2 separate regions of the Mus musculus genome follow, and region 2 is linked to region 1. A link is a contact called in public HiChIP or PLAC-seq data. All regions are on one chromosome and are shown on one strand. The core of a region is the stretch at or near the end of the contact, and the rest is flanking DNA. Distances in the headings are between cores, read along the strand shown. Region 1 holds the start of Zfp827 (zinc finger protein 827). Region 2 overlaps Zfp827 (zinc finger protein 827).

Region 1 (7,441 bases), core at 2,636-5,135:
CAGAGCTTTCAAAGTGTTGACACTACTTTTTTTTTAAATCACATTTATTAATGTCACCATGGATCTCATAAAGCAACTGAAGTGTTAGGAAGTCGCTTAAGCTCGTGCTAGCAAACACAAGTCATGTGGATTTTCACTAGAGACGTCCATTTCTATAGCAATACTCTTCCCTGTTTCCTTGAAGCTACAAACTCACCTCATTCTTCTTCTTCTTCTTTTTTTTTAATTTTGTTGTTTTGGGAAAAACCCAAGTTTTTCTGCCAATCATTCTTTCAAATAAATATAAAGATAATGTCCCATGAAAAATGAAGACTATTTCAAACAATCTCAGGAGTGATTTTTCCTCCAGACATACTTTAGCCACAGCTGAGCGCTTTTGGTACCCATTACTGTGTCACAAGAAAAAGTCTTGTCTCAGGGGTCAGAGTTAGTAAAACTTACAGTTTTTACTGCTCCATCAAGGATGTCCTTAAGTGAGCCTTCCTTTGTGCTTTCTCTGAGTGCATGTGATGACGGATAGGATGAGTAATCCTAAGTGTGGTACCCTGCCTGATCTCTGCCATCACCGTCATCTTACCCATCACCACCTTAGCATCAGCACCACAAATGCCAACATGGGAGAAAAGGGCAAGGGGCATCGAAATATTATTATCAAAGTTTGAAAAACAGTAATTCATCCATTTTACTGGGAGAGATGTTGCACATGCTACGATACACCTGTGCAGGTCAGAGAACACGTTGCTGAAAGCTGGTTCCTTCGTTCCACCAAGCCGGTGTCAGAGACAGGACTTGGGCCATCAGGCATGTCAGCAGGTGACTGTATCTGCTGAGTCACTTTCATTGTAAGAATGCTTCTGACCCTGGAGACCCTCTGCAGCCTCTATGCTATTCTACGAGTTGTGATCTCACTGACTACCCACCTTTAGCAAGTCTTGGCCTTAGATGGCATTTACACCTGTGAGCCAGCACTTATGAAACATCTCAGAATGCATGCCTTTAGGATTCACATTTGACAAATGATAGAGATGGGGTGGGAAGGGTACTATGCTTTTTAAGAAATATGTAGTATGAAAAGACCAGTGAATCAAATACAACATTTGAGTTTAAGAATCCAAACTGATTGTTCCTGGCTATATGTACCCAAACATACTATCGAATTTTGATTTTGAGTTTTGTTGTGATGATCTCCAGGCCTTATCTTCCTAACATTTAGATTGCGCTAACATTCCAGCAATTAGGGGTGGCTACAAATGACCTTGAAGCGGTTTGTCTACTGTTCAGACACCAACATGGGATTTAAACAGAAGAGGCTCTGTTTATTTCTATTTCCCATTGTTATGTATTACTTCAAATAATTTTTGGAAAAGGTGGAGGTATGAATAAATTCCATTTAAAATGCTTTTGGCTGTTGATGGAACACCTATATAATTAAAAGTCGACAGCTTTTGCCAGCATGCCTTTAAAAGGTCGCAGGAAATGTACTCAGCTGGAGGAAGGGCCAAAAGTGTGTTTTCAATTACAGTGTACTAAGTACTGTGAACGGTCACTGCAGTTTCAGGAAAAGGTGGTGCTGTGTCCATTTGGAGTTGTGATCCTGATGTCCTAGGTAAAAGTTCTGAGAAAGCTGTGGTCGGTCTCATGATCAATGTGTTTATCTCTCCTTAGGCACGACAAGCCCACAGCAGTCTGCCTGGAACAGACGTGCTTCAAACCTCATGCACACACAGTCCAAGGCACGGCAGACTGGTCTTGATCGGAGTGAACAATCTATCTCAGATCATTACACAGGGACAATTTAACTGCCTCTTTTTGTTTGCTAGTTTTTCTTATTTTGAGAAGGAGTCTCACTCGTAGCCCTGGCTAGTTTGGAGCTTGCTTTGTAGACCAGGCTGGCCTCCAATGGGGACCTGCCTGCCTCTGCCTCACCAGTGCTGGGATCAAAGGCACTGGTCACCATGCCTGATTTTAACTATCATTTAAAAACAATTTTTTTTTTGTATTTTGGAATTGGTTTAAGGTTGATGTTCCAGTTTGGATATTGCACTGTTTCAGAAGGCATTTAAACCTGCTTCAAATAGCATTGCAACCTTGGAGTGCCAAGTATGTTGGTAGGTATCAGCAAGAAGGGGTTCATCTTGAGAATTCACTATTAATGAAAGCCATCTTTTGGGAGACACAGTCTCCTTTACAGTTTCCTAGTGAAAACAGTATAAAGCTATTGTCATTTAAAGGAAATGTAACCAAACCTAACCCCAGTGGCTCTCTTTAACACCACTGGAGACTTCTAAGTCTCATTAGTCACTCATGTCACCTGATGGAATGCCATTTTAAACTTTTGTGTCTTCACTATGCTCCACCTTCTGATGAAAACATCTATTAAAAAATTGGTAGGAAAATATTTAACATAATAAGATGATGAGTCGATTTTTTAAACCTCAAAAGGGAAGATGTTTAAATAATGCACCTTTTTATTTTTTAGCTCTGACTCATGACATATAATGTATTCCACCAAGTTCAAAGTTTCCCCTTACAAAGAGTTTTATGAAACAGCTCTTCTTCAGACCAAATTTTTTTTTTTTTTTACTTCAATTATAGTAGCAGATTTTGGAGTTTTAAATCATTAACAACCTCCCAGTGAACTTGTATCCACATGGCTTACAGTCAGAGAGAGAGAGAGAGACCCGTTCCCTTCACTGAGTACCTTTTGTGAGGCGACGCATCCTTTTCTGTTTTCCCTCTTTATGTGTCTCTTTGAAGCAAGATGTGTGATTTCTAAAGTAATGAAAGTATATGGCTTAATGAAGACTGCTGTATGAGCTCAAACTACACACTAGAATTGCTTCAGGGTAAGGCTCAGTTACCTGTGTTCTGGGGAGGTGGGGGGGGAGGCAGGGAGTGAATCACAGAAGTCAAGATCACTGTGTGCACTGTAGGAATAGACCCGTGGCAGTTGAGTCAACCCTGGGGGGCGGGGGGTGACCTAATCTTATTTTCCCTCTTTATCAAGAACCTGTAATTTTAGTTTTGGCTGAATTTTCAAGTGTTAACTCCACCGGACCCTCTAAAATTGGGTATCCATGCCACCCATCCACTGATCCCACCCTATGCTATCTTTTCATTTTTTTTTTTTTTAAAAAAGATTTATTTCCATTAGGCTGTTTTAAGGGAGTATGTGAGAGTCTGTAACGTCCAGACTCAAGGTGATGGGGTGAGAGAGTCAGTCTTTCAGTTACAAAAGCCTGGGGAATTTTATACAGAACCAAACGTAGTTTAATACACAAAAGAAAGTGGTTAGTGCAACCTATTTCCTTAAAAAAAAATCTGTAAAATAATGTTTCAAGAGCGGGGGGGGGCACTTTTCCACCACCCCCCTTGATTGGGCGACTAGCGGGATAAATTCGAAGAAGTCCATCCCACCCCCGCACGCGCGCCCCCCATGCTTTCCAGACAGAGCAGTTGTAAATGCTAGGCTGAGTCCGCCCTGAGAGCCTTAGGGCACCTTCCTCTTTGCTGAGTGTGTGTATGTGTGTGTGTGTGTGTGTGTGTGTGTGTGTGTATGCGCGCGCGCGTGTGTCTAGCTCTCGCTCTTTCCCTCAGTCTGTGCCTCTGTGTGTGTGTGTGAGTGTGTGTGTGTGACAGAGAGAGAGCGCGAGAGGAGAGCGAGAGAGCGAGCTGCGAGCTGTGCTGCCGCCGCCGCTGCCCTTTGATCCCGACATTAGTGTTAGGGGCTCGGAGACACAGCGCGCGGCCATAGACACCGCCGCACCGGCGCTCATTTATTTATACCTCCCATCACACGCGAGCACAGGACACACACACACTCACACCTATTAGATCCGTTTCCATTGAAGAATATTACGCTCGGGGACAAGCCAGGTGCACGACCAAAAAATTAAAAAAAAAAAAAAAAAAGGAAAAAAAAAGAAAGAAAGAAAGAAAGAAAGGAAAGAAGAAAACCCCTCTTCTGGCTCCAGGAAACAAGCTTCAACCCATTGCACACACCGGAGAGAAGGGGTTTCCCCCTGCCCGCCCCCCAACTACCTCCCCGCTCCTGCCAGTGTCTGCCTGTCTGCCCCCACGGGGGTTTATTTGATCTCACATTAACCAAGGAGGAGAATGTGAGAAAAGGGGGAAAATGCCCAGGAGGAAGCAGGAGCAGCCCAAGCGCCTTCCCTCACGTAAGTCATCCCTTCTCCACCTCCTCTCGTGCCATTTTCTCGCCCTCCCTCTCCTCTTTCCCCTCCGCAGCCTCCGCCGTTGTTTTCTGCATTAGTTTAGGGTTACAGAGGTGAAACTGACAAAGACACAGCCCGGGTTACTCCTCGTTTAGGTCTATGCCGAGGCAGCCATGTTGGTGATGATCAGCCCCGTGCCCTTTCTATTCTCTCTCTCTTTTTCTTTCTTTCTCTCGACCCCCTCTTTTTTTTCCTTGGGATCGGGCTTTTCCCCCCTTTCCCTCCCCCTCCTCACTCCGGTTTGCGGGGGAGGGGGCGAGAGGAGGGAGGAGGGGAGTAGTGTGGATGCCGGGTTTTTGTCGCGGGTGGGGGGAGGTGGGAGAGGTTGCAATCTTGGAAAAAAAAAAGAAATTCCGTGTGGATCCCGGTGCACAAGGGTGCGGGGTTGGGGCGCGCGCAGGGCCGAGGCCGTGACATGGCGATTGGGGGTGTCGGGGCGAGGGCGCGCGGCCGCCCGCCGGGCTGGGGACCGGAGAGGTCGGTCTCCGGCTAAAGGTTGCGCCGGGGTGGGTCGGCCCCGGAGCCGCGGGCAGCTGGAGCTGGAGGCGGAGGTGGAGGCGGTGGCGGAGGGGAAGGCAGGGGCGGTCGAGGAGGGTGTGGGGGCGCCGGGGGGCGCGGGTGGCCGATCGGGGGGCGAGGCCGGGCAGCCGAGCGGATGTGGGGTGCGGGAGCCGCGCCGAGGCTGAGGCGAGGCAGCCAGGGCGGCGCGCGGCGCGCGAGGTCCCTGCAGAGCCGAGGGGAGGGCGGAGCAGGGCTCCCGGCCGCAATAAAATGCGGGGTCAGGCGGAGCAGACAGAGCCGGGGCGACGCGGGCTCGCAGACCCCCCTGCCCCGCCAGCCCGAGCAGAGTCCGTGACTAAAGTGCATCCCAGCCCTCCTGGCCCTAGCCACACACGCCAACTGGAGACTCGCGCCGGGCTGCGCGGCCGGGTCCCCGTCCCCTCCTCCACCCGCGCCTCGGGTCCCTCCGCGCCGCCCTCCCGCTTTTCTTTGCGAGACTCTTAACTTTTCCCCCACTCCCTCTCGGGCTCCCCCCTCGTCCCCCCACAAGCTCTCCGCTCGGAGTGTTCCGAGATGCTGCTGAAGCTAAAAGTGAAGGAGAAAGAAGCAACTAAAAATATCCCCCCCGGGGCCGCCGGGCTCCTTGAATGCAGGGGAGAGGGGGCAGGGGAGAAGGCGTGGGGCGGGGTGGCGGGAGGAGGGGACGCGGGAGGCGCCGGAGGGAGGGGTCGGGGGAGACGGAGGGTCAGTTTCTCCTCTTCCCCCCTCCCGCCCCCCCCCTGCTCAGCTCCCCTCTCCGGGGCGGCTTGGCGCTGCTCGGAGCCCGATCCTGCAAAACCCGGGCTGGGGGCGGGAGCGGAGCCGGAGCGCCTGCCCGCGCGGGTGTCAGGCCGACGTGGTCGGTCACCTGAAGTTCACGGAGGGTGGGGGAAGGGTTAAGGTTATGGTGTCTCGGGTTATGTGTGAGCGTGTGTGTTTCCGCCGCAGACGGGCGAGCGCGATCGATCTCTCCTTCGCGAAATCTCCGCGGCGGTGCCCACGCGAGGGGTCCGCAGGGCTGCTGTGGCCCGGGCGGGCGCGGTGGCACCCGGAGTGGCGAGCAAGGGCACGCGCGGGCAGTCTGCTCCGCAAACATTCCTCTTTTCTTCCCCCTTCCCGGTATGCAAGGAGTCGACGCACAGGGCTAGGGTTATGCTTTTTTTCCCCTTCCTTTAGGGAGGAAAAAAAAAAATGCCCCCGTGCAGTCCTTTCTTCGCCTGCCCGCTAGAGGTTCTGAGGATAATATCACATATGTAATATATATGCACATAAAATCACTCGCAGGCGGCTGCGAGTGTAGGAAAATTTTGTGCGAGGAGGAGAAGGAGGCGCAGTCGGGGCGGGCGAGGCGGGAGGCTCCGCGCTGCGATTCACAGAAAACTCGCAGCAGTTGGTGGAAGTGTGCGTGCACATGGCCGGGCCGGGCTTCCCTCTTGCTCGGACGCGCGTGGGCAGCGAGGCGGGGGGGGGGGGGGGGGCTGCTGTCCCGGGCGGGCGCCACCGCGGGAGGCTTGCCCTGCTCGCACAAAATGGGCTTCAGTGTTCTCTGCGAACTTGCCCTTAGATGGCAACTTTGGGAGCTGATGAGCTTGTATGCGAAAACCAGGGCGGTGAGGTTACTTGGTCATTTCCCTTTCTTCTCTTCTCCCCCTGCTTAAAAAAAAATGTTGGCGGGGTTAGAGGGAGGGTGGGAGAAGAGAAGGGATTTATCAGTTTCGGCTGAGACGGCTGGAACGCCGCCCCTCCCGTGGTGTGCAGTGCAGTCGGGCAGCTGCAGCCTGCCCTGCCGGTGACCTTGACCCTGACCTCCTGCGACTACCCTCTGTCTGAGAGGAAATTCAGGCTCCATTTTAGCTCCGGTGTCTGGTGGGCCTCTCCCGCGGATTGCTGCCTGTTGATGAAGTTTTTCTTTTCTTTTTTTTTCTTTTTCTTTTTGAGAGTGAGCTCTCTCCTGGTTCTCAGATTGAATACTGCTATCTACTCCAAAAAAAAAAAAAAAAATCACCTCCCCTTGCAGTCATATTAAGCCACTTTACCCTAAGTAAGAAGCAATTTACTTTTGGAAGCACAGTAAACGGTCCAGCCTCCCCCCCCCTTCTTTTTAAGGGAAGCCTTAATTTGTAAAGCGTTTCCACCTCTTTTTGTATTGAATGAATTTTTATGTGTGCATGTGTGCTGCCTTTTCTAAGCGGGGTTTACACATGTTTTATAAGCAATTTACATTTTGACTAAGAGCAATTTCTGGGCAAATAGTGTATTTTCCAAGTCAGTCATAGTAACCCAGGGCCAGCTAAGAGCCCAGTGATGATCCTAGAAACTTGAGAATGATATACAGACATGAGGCATATCGATTTGGGTAAAAATGAATGTTCATTTCCATTTAATACAGAGTATAGTTGTAGACCTACGGCCTAGTTTTCAATACTGAACTATTTTGTGTTTGGGAAAAGGGCTCCCTCCCTGGGAGAACTATGCTGTATCAAGGTTAAAACACAGTTGAGGCTTGGGATTAAAGGTGCCTGTTAGAAGCCATCTTGGAGTTTAAAGAAGTTATACAGAGACAAACCTAAAAATTGCCCCCCAACCCTCGGTCTGTTTTGTAGGTGAGGCAAAGAGGTGGTTTAGTGAATAAACTGGGGAAATTTAAATTGCTTTTAAGGCAAAAG
Region 2 (6,537 bases), core at 3,689-6,188, 76 kb after region 1:
TTACATGGGTTACCTTTTAAAGAAATAATTGGCTTGTGAAAGCTTCTCATGTTCTGGACGTAAGCCATCCCGGAGAGATGAGATTTCTTTCTTATTTTGCCGGGTTTGCGTGATTTGCAACACGAAAGTGTTACAGTTGATAGAGTCCGGTTCAGTTTTTGTTCTTTTTGTTGCTTATGAGCATCTTTATATTCCTTGTAATTCTAAAAATTAAGTAAATGCTGACTTATTTAATACTAAAAGGAACACCCAGCTTCACTTATATTATCAAAGCACATTTGATTTAAGCCTCTGAGGTCTAATTTATTGAATTCTGCCTATCCAGTTAGGTTGACTGCTCTCTCTCTCTCTCTTAGTCTTTTTTTTTTTTATGTAGGGTGATGACCAATTATTTTTGCATGTCAGCTTTCTAAGTGATTTCTAATGGATGCACCCAGCAGTGGGTTTGTAACTAATGCCTGGGACGCGTTTCTCACTGCCGTGTCCACTTTTTCCCCCATTCATTAATTTATTTATTCACTTTACATCCTCAATTGCAGCCCCTCCCTCTTTTCCCACTTCGATCCTCACAAGCTCTCTTCACCGATTATCCCCTCCCCTTGCCTTCAGAGAAAGGGAAGCCCCCCACGGGTACCGTTCCACCTTAGCACATCAAGTCGCCTCAGGGCCATGCCCACTTCCTGACCCCACCTCTGTATGTATGTGTGTATGTATGTATGTATGTATGTGTATGTGTGTGTATGTGTGTATGTATGTGTATATGTTTGTGTGTACTTATGTGTATATGTATGTGTGTATGTAGACGTAGATGTATTCATATAGTCCATAATTGGTGACTAATCTAAATAAGAAATTATACTTTTAATAGTAAAAAAGGAGCTACATGAAATATCACATTTACATATTTTTTCTTTTATTGGATATTTTCTTTATTTACATTTCAAATGTTATCCCCTTTCCAGGTCTCCCCTCTGGAAACCCCCATCCCCTCCCCGCTCCACCTGCCTCTATGAGGGTGCTCCCCCACCCACACACCCATTCACTCCCACCTTACCGCCCTAGCATTCCCCTACACTGGGCATCGAACTCCATCAGGCCCAAGAGCCGTTCCTCCCATTGATGTCCAACAAGGCCATCCTCTGCCACATATGTGTCCAGAGCCATGGGTCCCGCCATGTGTACTCTTTGGTTGGTGGTCCAGTCCCCAGGAGCTCCGAGGGGTCTGGCCTGTTGACACTGTTGCTTCCCCCATGGGGCTGCAAATCCCTTCAGCTCCTTCAGTCCCTTCTCCAACTCCTTCATCGGGAACCCCACACTCATTCCAATGGTTGGCTGCGAGCGTCTGCCTCTGTATTTGTCAGGTTCTGGCAGAGACGATCAGGAGACACACATATCAGGCTTCTGTCAACAAGCACTTCCCAGCATCCGCAATAGCATCCAGGTTTGGCAACTATATATGGGATGGATCCCCAGGTGGGAAAGTCTTTGGATGGCCTTTCCTTCAGTCTCTGTTCCTTACTTGTCTCCATATTTCCTCCTGTGAGCATTTTGTTCCCCCTTCTAAGAAGCACTGAAGCATCTACACTTTGGTTGTCCTTCTTCTTGAGCTTCCTGTGGTCTGTGAATTGTATCTTGGTTATTCGAACTTTTGGGCTAATATCCACTTCTCTGAGGTAGTGTTTGTCTTTGACATTGAGGTGCATTTCCTGTATGTAGCAAAATGCTAGGTTCTGTTTATGTATCTATTCTTTTAGTCTATGTCTTTTTATTGGGGAATTGAGTACATTGTTGTTAAGAAATATTAAGGTATAGTGATTGTTGCATCCTGTTATTTTTATTGTTAGAGGTGGAATTATGTTTGTGTGGCTATCTTCTTTTGGGTTTATTGAAAGAAAATTACTTTCTTGCTTTTTCTAGGGTGTAGTTTTGTGTTGGAATTTTCCATCTATTATCCTTTATAGGGCAGGATTTGTTGAAAGATACTGTGTACTTTGGTTTTGTCATGGAATAGCTTGGTTTCTGCATTTATGGTAATTGAGAGGTTTGCTGGGTATAGTAGCCTGGGCTGGCGTTTGTGTTCTCTTAGGGTCTGTATGACGTCTACCCAGGATCTTCTAGCTTTCATAGTCTCTGGTGAGAAGTTTGGTGTAATTCTGATAGGTCTTCCTTTATATGTTACTTGACCTTTTTCTTTTACTGCTTTTAATATTCTTTCTTTCTTTAGTGCATTTGGTGGTTTGACTATTATGTGACAGGAGGAATTTCTTTTCTGGTCCAATCTATTTGGAGTTCTGTAGGCCTCTTGTATGTTTATGGGCATGTCTTTCTTTAGGTTGGGAAGTTTTCTTCTCTAATTTTGTTGAAGATATCTACTGGCCTTATACATTGGGAATCTATGCTCTCTTCTATACCTATTATCCTTAGGTTTGGTCTTCTCATTTTGTCCTGGATTTCTGGATGTTTTGGGTTAGGAGCTTTTTGCATTTTGCATTTTCTTTGACTGTTGTGTCAATGTTTTCTATGGTATCTTCTACACCTGAGATTCTCTCTTCTATCTCTTACATTTCTATTTCCAGGGTTGTCTCCCTTTGTAAATTATTTATTGTTTTTATTTCCATTTTTAGATTCCTTCACCTGTTTAATTTTGTTTTCCTGTAATTCTTTAAGGCATTTTTATGTTTCCTCTTTAAGGGTTTCTACCTGTTAACCTGTGTTCTGCTGTATTTTTTAAGGGAGTTATTATGTCCTTCTTAAAGTCCTCTATCATCATCATGAGATATGATTTTAAATCAGTCTTGCTTTTCTGGTGTGTTGGGGTATCCAGGGCTTGCTGTGGTGGGAGCACTTGGTTCTGATGATACCAAGTAGCCTTGGTTTCTATTGCTTATGTTCTTGCCCTTGCCTCTCCCCATCTGGTTCTCTCTGGTGTTAGCTGGTCTTGCAGTCTCTGACTGTGGCTTGTCCCTTCTGAAAGCCTGTGTGTCAGAACTCCTGAGATACCAGCTCTCTCTGGGACAAATTTGGGTATGGAGAGCTGTGGCACAGGGTCAGTTTGGGTGTGCAGACAGAAACCAGAAGGATCCTGTCCCCAGCTCTTCCTTGGTTCCTGTGTCCTGATGTCTCTGGACGGGTGCTTCTTGGTCCTGGAATTTGAGCAGAAGTGGTGGTCTTACCTGAGCTTACAGGTATGTCAGCACTCCTGGGAGTCCAGCTCTCTCCTGGCAGTATTTGGGAATGGAGATCTGTGGCATAGGATCAGCCCTGGGCACAGACAGAAACTGGAAGGTATATTTATATTTTATATAAACAAGCAACAAGTCACTTTAACAGGACAAAACCAGTGTGTTCCTATGCAAAGATGTGGTCTCTTGGAGGGCTAGCAGTCTTGTCGAGCTCAGTGGACACACAGTGCTGTCATTCTTCTGTCCATTTAAGTAGGACTGAGTGAGTAGCCACTGTCTACAGCCCTGGAAGCATGGCTCCTCTCCGCTAAAAGGAGAGAGGGCGCACCCTACTTATACAGTCAATTTCATTCAGTCTCTAGCCAGGGCCAGAAGAGCCCTTCTGTTATTTTATAATCCTGCATACTCCTCACTAATCCTTAGACAGACGCCTGCACCTGAATGGTGGTTGCTGCCTGTTGCATCCCACCCTGATAAGGGAGCTTTACAAATGCAACCCTCAGCGCCTGTACCCCTGCTCCTCCATTTCCCCCCTTTAGCCTTCGTCCCTCTGGCCACCCTTTATGCTTTCTTAACCAGCTTCCTCCTGCCTCCCACACTGAAGCCTGGATTCAGAAAGTCCAGACTCAAAAGGGCTCTTGTTTTATTATCATTTCCCTCTTGCGTAGCTGCATATGTTAATAAAGCCACGGAAATTTGTATTGGCTGGCATTCCCAGAAGCCAGGCGAGCCCTTTACAAGGAATTTCATAGGCTATGTCTTCAGGCTGGATGCCTTTCCTGTTTGGCTGTCTCTGAACGGGGTCAGACTTCAGTCTGGATCCTGAAAGATGGGATAGAGTTTCACAGTAGAGGTAGGGCTTGATGAGTGGTTGGGTGGAGGCTGCATATGTTCTTATGGGATAGTGAGCAAAATATTTATGACGTGTGCCCACTCGCATGCTGTTTTCTTTATGTTCCTGTGGTATTTGACTACAGACGTCATCTTAATGGCCAACGAACTGTGTCATCAATAGTTTACACACAAGCCATAGGCAAACACTATCTTACGGTGACAGCAGAGCTAAGTTATCTGAGGTCTCCGATTGTGGTGTTAGATGCATTGTCATACCTGAATACACTACAGGGGTTCTTTCTCAGAAGACATCCTTCGAGGCACCGGTGGGACCTGGGCCCAGTCCTACCCTACCCCAGCCTTCCTTCTGCCTGTTACTACAGAGATCGTTGGGGAGGGAGAACAGACTCCTTATCTTTTCAATGAAACGAGACCATTCTCATTCTGCAGCAGTTTTTCTTCTCACCAGCGTGTTAACCTTTCCCCTTTAGCTTATTCATGTCAGAGAAGGCTAAGATTCGCATGTGCAATTAAACCCTGTGGATCCCATGCTCATCTGGGTAGCGTTGGTATCACAGACCTACCTGGAGAGGGGAATTCTCATTGCTAAGGAGCCTGCCCTCTGTCAGGCAGCCAAGTCACCCCCAGCAGGGGTCCTCCTGGAGTCTATGCAGGGTCTTCTTTGCGCATGCTCACTCCAGAAGCTAGTACAGGCAGCGACCAGGAGAGCCATTTCCACTGGGGAGGGATGCATCCATATAACCTAAGATGGGAAAACCTTCATGAAGAGACGATTCTTGCTGTGGCTTTTGTTATTCTTTATGACAACAAATGATTTAACAGTGGTGTTTTCTCCTGGTCAAAGTGCAGGGACTCTGGTGTTCTGTCTGAAGAGACCTTTGTCTTCCTTCGTAATGATTCTCTTATTAGCCCCACCCCTGTGTATGTTTTCCCCACACAAATTGTCCAGAGCTCGGGCCGTGGGTTGATTTACTTCCTTGTTTCTAACAGCTGGAATCCTCACATTTCCTGGTTTTCTGTGGCTTGCCCTGTGCATGTGCAGCCGATCTCCACAGCTGGAGAAGTGAGGAAGGCCACAGGATACATGCTCTACCTGGCACAATTTATTTCAGGTTCGAAGTCAGGTTATAGTGAGGGCCAGCGGTTAAAGCCTGAGTTAGGAATCCATTTCCTTTCTTTCAACCAGTGCTCTCAGATTCCCGTAAACTAACCCTTGGCCCAAACGTATAACACGCCCTTGGTTTGGCTTCCAGAAACTCTTTTGCTTTTGGGAGACAGGGCATCAGTGGGAAAGCCTTAGAGAGGCTTCCTGTGAGCCACGTGGAGGAGGCTAAAGGTGACTAATAGTCCTGTAGTCAGAAGGGCAGAGGACCAGCGTGCAGCCCAAGGACTGAGGGTGGAGAGAGAAGTCGGACCACTGCTGGCAGTGAAGTCACCGCGGTTTGGTGTGCACATTCAAACCTGTGCAGGAACCTCCACTTTGCCTGCAAGGAGGGGGTCTGTTAATAATCGGCACACACTCCTCTGCATCCTTGTACTGGGCACACAGAGCCTTGAACAGTTCTCTGCTGGATTCAGGGCTTGCCCTGTTTGCAGGGTGCTGATTCTTGTTTCCTAAAAGTGTTGCTCCTTCCAGAAAGCTCTTCCTGCCTGACTTTGTGTTTTCTGGGCATTCCCAGATGTGGTGTTGATTCTGTGTAAGTGGCCGCGGTGTTTGATTTTAGGCCTAGATGGCCCCCTCCCGAATCTGGATAGCCGTTCCCACCCTTCAGCCCCAGCACCAGGGAAAACACAAGAGAGGACACGGGAACCAGAGAAAAAGGAAATGAAAATGAATCACTTGTAAGGTTTGATTTAAAAAACATTTGGAGGGATTGTTGAAATTGAGCCAGGATTCATTACGAGGCTTATCCATACATTCCACAGCTCCAAACCGCACAGGGACGTGAGCCCCGGGCCCATCTGGAGCCCGACTGGTGCTGTTAGACTTTGGCAGAGTAGGAGAAGGTTTCTTGGGGTTCGGGGAACCCCACTCTTTAAGCTCCTCAGCTTGCTTATCATTGTTTTCCCACTTCTTTTTATGGATCTTCTTTTATGGTAGGGCCTCTTTATCTTCCGGGCCTGCTGTGTCTCAGGACCCCAGTGGACTCCCAGTGAAGCCACAGATAATAGCAAAACTCTATTGTCTGTTACAATGTGTACGTATCTACGATCAATTTAAAATTACAAATTGGGCTCAGAGGGAGATTAAAGACAATAACTAATGATACAATGGAACAATCAAAGCACCATGCTGTTATGAAGGCTATGTGATGGGCTCTGTCCCCTCCGTCTCTCGTGTCTCTCTCCCTCAAGAGTTTCTACTACTCTCAAAATACCATGTGCATTGTCATAAGTCTCCATGTGGACCACAAGTAACTTAAACCTTGGAAAGTGAAACCTGGAAAGCAAAAGTGTGGATAAGAGAAAGTTTATGACATTCATTCATTCATTCATTCAG

The links. HiChIP or PLAC-seq counts read pairs in DNA pulled down with a chosen protein or histone mark.
Region 2: a contact with region 1 is called in a KLF4 HiChIP or PLAC-seq map of embryonic fibroblasts, with 10 read pairs. The contact joins the enhancer-like site here to the promoter of Zfp827 in region 1. A contact is called at or near these places in 9 of 484 Hi-C or Micro-C datasets (the C2C12 cell line, cerebral cortex, embryonic fibroblasts and 3 more), 6 of 115 datasets of contacts at active chromatin or transcription factors (CD8 T cells, embryonic fibroblasts, embryonic stem cells and 2 more) and 3 of 9 other capture datasets (adipose tissue, liver and pancreatic islet).

Annotation. Positions count from the first base shown.
Region 1 is chr8:79,024,552-79,031,992 of GRCm38.p6, forward strand. It overlaps Zfp827 (zinc finger protein 827), which reads left to right and starts at 3,886. Exons shown (of 15, transcript NM_178267.3): 1 at 3,886-4,178. The coding sequence starts at 4,136.
Region 2 is chr8:79,099,428-79,105,964 of GRCm38.p6, forward strand. All of the region lies in intron 5 of Zfp827 (zinc finger protein 827), which reads left to right. Among named protein-coding and RNA genes, the nearest start is that of Zfp827, 74 kb to the left of the region's middle. Within about 2 kb of position 4,939, at least 56 of the 459 cell types and tissues checked have an H3K27ac peak or open chromatin away from gene starts, as enhancers often do. A contact at or near this core is called in adipose tissue, embryonic fibroblasts, heart atrium and 2 more, where this site is marked.